Linked DNA regions of Manis pentadactyla: region 2 is linked to region 1. Evidence: chromatin contacts called from public Hi-C data. All regions are on one chromosome and are shown on one strand. The core of a region is the stretch at or near the end of the contact, and the rest is flanking DNA. Distances in the headings are between cores, read along the strand shown.

Region 1 (3,350 bases), core at 316-2,815:
CTGAGATGGCATTTTATTTTTAAGTGATTGAAAATTCCATTATGTTACAAACCACAGAAATACACTACAGTATTTAATTCTGCCGCTTGGTGGTGTCATGAAAAACTAATAATAATAAAACTACTGTTCTGAAAGTTTGCCGAAACAGAAGGGCTTGGCTATTAGCAAATTGAAAAAATAGAAAAAATTCACTATAAAATCTCAGGTTTACTCATACCCAAATATAAAACAAGGATAGCACAAATAGTATTTTTAATGAAGGAAAATTTCAAGCATCTTGAAATGCCAATGTAACTAAGATCCCTATACCTACTACATAGATAATAAATGTTAACATCCTGTCATATTTATTTTAAAAAGTAAATAAAAATAAAGTTAATTTTCCTTTGTTCTCCCATTTCACTGAGCTTTCTCTTTTCTCACCAGAGACCACCACTATCCAGAATTTGATGTGTTATCTGCCCAGTTGTTTCTCTATTTGAACAATACAACTGCTTGTTGAATACAACTGCTGCTTTGTGTATTTTTCATGTATATGCAAAGTGTATCTTTTCATGTTATAGTGTACTGCGATTTCTTTTACATTTAACATAGTGTTTTATCATGTTGATACGTACAAATATATGCAGATATTTATAGATCTAGGTCATTACTTTTAACTGCAGTGTTGCAATTTATGGCAAATATACACTCTTATTCATTCCTCTGTCAATGAACTTTACAATGTTGCAATAAATGCAATGCCTAGAACAAGATCTCAGATGTAATAGGTCCTCAACAAATTTTAAATGAGTAGAAGCAAGACTTTAGAAGCAAACTGGCAATAAAATATCTCAGGCAGACTAGTTTTTCCTTCAGTTCTCCAGGTAACGTCCACCCTTAACTGCATACGAGGCAAGAGTCATTCCTGAAATTTCCAAAGGCTTTTTATCCAATCCACTGAAAAACGCTCCGCTGTGCTGTGCTTGCGTGGTCAGGAATGGGCGAGTAGACTGGGTAGGAAACGGACACAAAGAACTTCAATGGTAAAATAAGAGAATGGTTTGTCAGGTCTGACGCAGGGGAGGCTGGCAGCAGCAACCGTGAAAATTTGGGGGAGGTCTGAAAGTGTACAGGGCAGGTCCAGTGCTACCATATTCGGATAACGCCTCAACGGAATATAAAGGTGTTTTCCCTCAATGCACTCTCGGAAAGATGTAACCACCAAACGCCGGGTGGTTGCCATGGAAACCAGCAGGGATGGGGGTGGGGTGTGTGCCAGAATTCATCACGCGCTTAGAATATGTCTTCTTCCGGTCCTCGGGTCTTCGTAACCACCGCCCCTCTCCTCAGTCCCTGCCCATTCTGTGGGCTCATCACTTTCTCCCGCTCCGATTGTCCCCTACCCCATTCTAGGGTGGCCATCTTGGACCATGCGTCAAGATGGCGCCCCCTCGTCCCCGAGGAAGAGCCCAGGCCCGCCACGAGGCTGCGCGCACACGTGCTCGGGCGCGGGAGGGCGGGGTGATGACGCCAAGACGTCTCCCCGCCCCCGGCAGTCGCCCCGCCCCCGGCCCCACTTCGCTTTCCTCCACCCGGGCGAACCCGGAAGTGGAGGAGGAGGCGCGGCGGCGGTGGCTAAGCGGCCGGGCGCTGGCGGAGCCGTACCGTGGAGGGTGTCAGGGGTTGGGGGCGGGGGGTGGGGCTGAGCGGCCTGGGCAGCCTGGCCTGGACGGGGCTGGGGAGGTCATGGCCTCGGCTGAGTTGCAGGGGAAATACCAGAAGCTGGCTCAGGAGTACTCGAAGGTACCCATCGTGGGCGGGGATAGGGGGTCCCCGGCCCTGCGGCCTCGGGTTGCCTAGGCAGCGACTTGTCGGGACCGAGGTGGACAGCGGAGCGGGCACGCGAGCGCGCCCCTTCTCTCTCTTCCTCCTCCTCTGTCCACCATTTCCGTGCTTGCCCACCTGCAGCTCCCAGGCGATGGGGCTGGGCCGTGTCTGGGTCGTTGTGCGTTTCTGCGGCAAGGAGCAGGAGTTTGATGCTGTCTTCTCATTCAAACTAGCGGGCTTGGGACTGGGATGTCAGAAATCCTGGCCTCTGCGTCTAGTGCTGGTCGGGAGGGAAAGGAAAAGGTGAAGACCATCCCACCACTGCTGCTACCTCAGTTTTCCCAGCTCACTGATGGGAAAGATCAAGCTTTCTGTTCCCACAGGGATGCTAAGATAAAGAGATGTTTCTGCCCCCGTCAATTCGGGAGGGTAAATAGAGTTGTGCGTGTAAACTGCTTCCCCCGGGATGGGTGATTACAAATGTATTCGATGCTTGGTAAGATGTCTGGAAATTATTTTGAAAGCTTCAGTGCTAGGGATGTGTTCTTTTCTCTCTTTTCCCTCGGTCAGCTGGAGCGGGGCAGAGCACCCAGCAGGTGCGCAAATACATACTGAATTAAGCAAAATAGGGACCTGCCCCTTTGTCATATTTATGGCATCCGTTTTTTAAATGATGGAGCCTTTTCCTTGGAAAAGGGCGGTGCTGCTTCCGGGTAGGATATTTCTGCCTTAAGAATATTCTAATGAAGTTATAAAAGCAGAATCTTAACATCTTTGGAAATTGATTTCAACAACCATTAAGCTTAGTTTTCAGTAGCCTGGCATTCGTGGGGGCAAAGGGAAGACAGCCGCTATTTTACAAATTGGAGCAACGGACATTTTTTTCTTAGGATTTCATTTCAGCAAGGTGAAAAGAAATACTCTTTGAAAAATAAAACCTGTGTGTAACATATACACAAGTCTATTTACCATAAAATGGGAGCCTTTTGAGATACTACTCTTATTCCAACAGTGCTATCACTGGCAAAACTTCTGGCATTTCCATTTGAAATTGTCTTAAGAGCCTGTGGCACAATGATGGTGATGGCAAGTTTTTAATCCTTTGAAGGAATATTTTCTTGTTTAAAAGGACCAAAAGTTGTTTGGAACAAATAAATATGATGAAACGGTGTGGGTAGAGGATGATAGTATTTATAATTGGTTATACTATTTTTGGGTGAAAATGTTTCATGAGTGTAAAACAAGGGCCTGATTTTCTTCTCCAGAGAGTAAACAAGCTCAGAAGGCAATTCCAAACGGCAAAAGAGATTTCCAAAACTGTTTTGAACAGCGACTACATTGCTGAAATAATTGTATAGCCTCCCCAAAAGTTATCACAGCTATAAAAGATTTTACTCTTGGATATATAAGCTCTTTCATTCAAACAGATATTTATTATGTGTCCTTTGTGAACAGTCTGTTGAGTGAGGCAGAGTTCCAGTTTGAGGAGAACCCTTTAATACACGTTCAAACATTTTGTCTAATTATGATACAGTATGAGG
Region 2 (2,916 bases), core at 32-2,531, 150 kb before region 1:
TTGTCAATAGGCAGCTTTTTTCATTCTCATCTCACTTTATATTCAGAGCCTGTCACATAGTGAATATCAATGTTAACATTCATTGTTCGAAAGGAAATGAACTTCTCTTAGTACCTACTATGCATCAGTCACTGTCCAGGTGTCTTTCATATATCCTTTCTTTTAATCCAGTCAACACATTTGTGAGACAGGTATCCCCACTCTAGGTTTTTAATATGTGGACATAGATATTCAGAGATTTAATTATCAGGATCAAAATGATAGTAAAATGGAGCCTTAGTTCTGCCACTTACTTTATACTTGACAGGTCATTTTTCTAAGCCTCGGTTTCCTTATCTGTAAAGTAGGAATTCGTGAGAGTTAGGACAGGGTTGGCAGATTTAGCAAAAACAAAACAAAACAAGCCAGGAAACATATGTCAAAATGGTACATCCTTACATTTAAAAATTATTTTGTTTATCTGACATCGAGATTTAAGTGAATAAAATACTGTATTTTATCTGGTAACGTTATCTTAGCATTATGGTTATGGCAACGTATGTGAAGAATTTAGCCCAGGCCCTAGCACTTAGTGAGTGCTCAGTAAATGCTATGCTTATTAAATTTTGCATGTAACTTCAAAGTCCTCTTTTTTTTCACCACAGATACGCTGAGCTCCGTTTTCACATAAAATTTCAGTCAAGAGAAGGTAACACATCTTTAAGTGTATATTAATGCTTTACCGTTCCTAAAGTGCTTTCAAAAGCCTGGCCAATGGAGGAAAGCTCTTAGGGAAACCCACAGGCACTCAGGCTGTCGGGTCCGTAGCTGCAGTCCCAGCGCAGGCACCGCGGGCCGTCCAACTCCGGCGGTCACCCTCCCCGGCACCCGCCCCGCCCCGCGCCGCGCCATCTCCGCCAGTCAGCGGCCGCGCCGCACCCCGCCGCGCTCCTATAGGTCCTTCCCGGGACAGGCGAGGCCTTTCCATTTTCCCGCCTTCCGCAGCCCGTCCTCAGACAGAAACCCGCACCGGCCCACACGTTCTCTGCCCTGCCTTCCGTGCGAGCCCCGCCCTGCCGAACGCGGCATCCCCTCAGCCCCAGCCTTCCTCCCTCACCCGCCGTTCTGGGCAACCCGCCGGTCCTGGGCGGGTCCTTCGGTAGAAGGTGGGAGGGGACAAGGAGGGGCCAGCCGAGTCCTCCTCCGGAAGGGTCGCGAGGGGCGGGGTTAATCTCCTTGGCGCCGCGTTGCCATGGCATCGGGGGGAGGCCGGAGGGAGGAGGAGGAGGAAGCGAAGCGGGAGGGGGATGTGGTGTTGCCGCGACCGCCACCGCAGCTGCCGCTGCCTGCTCTTTGCCGCGTCTTCCCGGAGGCGGCTGCTGGAAGCAGCCGGGAGCAGCTGCGGTGCTCTGCCATATTGTGTCTTTCCCCTGCCGTCCCTTGCCTCTCCGCTGCGGCAACCGAGCTGACGGTGAGTCCCGGCCCGGCGCCGCCCGGCGTCCGCGCTCCCCGCCCGGGCCCGCGGCACCGCTTCCAGGCGCAGAGGCAGCGCGTGCGGCCGGCGCCGGGCGTGGGGCGCGGAGGCGCCTGTCCCGTGACACGCCCGGACATTTTTGTCCAGTGTGGAATTGGTGCCTTTGAGGGGGTCTTCCCTGTCTGCGCTTTGGGTCGTGTATGGGCTCCCGGGGGGTGTCGAACTGGGGAGTGCGGCCCCGTGAGAAGTTAGAGTTTTCTGAGAGGCAGTGACTGCCCGGGAGCGGGTGTCGCGCGGCGGAAACCGCTGCGAGGGGTGCAGACTCTCCGGGAAGGCTTGGAGGTGTCCCCGAGGACTCTTAGGGCTTGACTCAGAGCGAATCCACTGTTGGGGGGAAGTGCCCCAAGCCTCTCGGGAATATGTGCAACGCCCCCAGCCCCGGCTTGAAGTGGAGCGAAACGTGCGGGGCGTGGAGTCCTTGTCGGACCCCAGGCGGACTGGCTGGGCCTGGCCGAATGGTGCCCGAGGGGGCGCGGGGCGCTGCCAAGTGCAAAACTACACTTCGAGCAGCGGAGCGGCAAGGCGTTGGGGTGGACAGGGGCGAGTCCCGGATGTGGGGGTGACGGACCCCGGTACCCTCCGCCCCTCCTCCGGTGCGCCCCCTGGGTGCCTCCGAGAGTGGCTGTCTTGGTGTGGTGGGAGTTAAAGAGTTTCAGCGCTGCAATATGTACACTTCCTGTTCTCCGCCTCTCTTGGGCCACCGATTACTGCCCTTAAGTCCTTTCTCCTGGGAAGGTGAGAGGTCGTAAGGCGTTGTGCGAGGCCTTTCAGCTTCTGAGTTCGCCCCACCGCAGCAGCAACGAGTCTGGAATCCAGGAGGACGGTGGGAATCGGGAAAGACGCCCATGTGCGTAGTGTTGCGTCCTCCACTCTTCCTCAACTCCAGCCCTTTTACCCCTCTGCAAAACGCCTCTACACCCACCGCAACTCCTGGGAGTTAGGGTAGCTAATTCATTGGGGCACACTTTCGGGATCTTATTGGACCTGACTTCTGCTTTAAAGTCTCATTAAAGCAGCCCCCGTACTTCGTTTTCTCCTAACAGGAAAAAAGTCTTAGCGTGCAAAGAAATGACACAGTCTTTCTTCTGCCCAAACTCCTAGGTGGGGGGAGGAGGGGAATATTTATTTCCAGGTTAGTTTACATTGTTTCTCCTGTCTTCCTTTTGATTGTGACAGCCACGTGGCTGGCTGAATGTGAAAGAGTGCCCTAGCGCCACTAGGTCTGAGGCAGGGGCTTTGTAACTATGCTGTAGCTTTGCATCCACATTTATTTTGGTGTTTTCTGAGATGGGGAAGTGGAAAAAGCTGTACTATTCAAGTCTCTCTCGACCCTAGTCGTAAGATTTATCTCTTATTTTCTTGCAGTCCTTGTAAGGTATATATTGACGTTTTTGCCTTTCTCT

What was found. Hi-C and Micro-C count contacts between places; a contact is called where the count stands out from the background.
Region 2: a Hi-C map of blood shows a contact between it and region 1, with 3 times the contacts expected there. The contact joins the promoter of FOXN2 here to the promoter of PPP1R21 in region 1. A contact is called at or near these places in 3 of 3 Hi-C or Micro-C datasets (blood, fibroblasts and skin fibroblasts).

Annotation. Positions count from the first base shown.
Region 1 is chr2:196,363,057-196,366,406 of mManPen7.hap1, reverse strand. PPP1R21 (protein phosphatase 1 regulatory subunit 21) reads left to right here and starts at 1,565. Exons shown (of 23, transcript XM_036926043.2): 1 at 1,565-1,785; 2 at 1,951-2,112. The coding sequence starts at 2,059.
Region 2 is chr2:196,511,762-196,514,677 of mManPen7.hap1, reverse strand. It overlaps FOXN2 (forkhead box N2), which reads left to right and starts at 1,281. Exons shown (of 6, transcript XM_036926040.2): 1 at 1,281-1,450.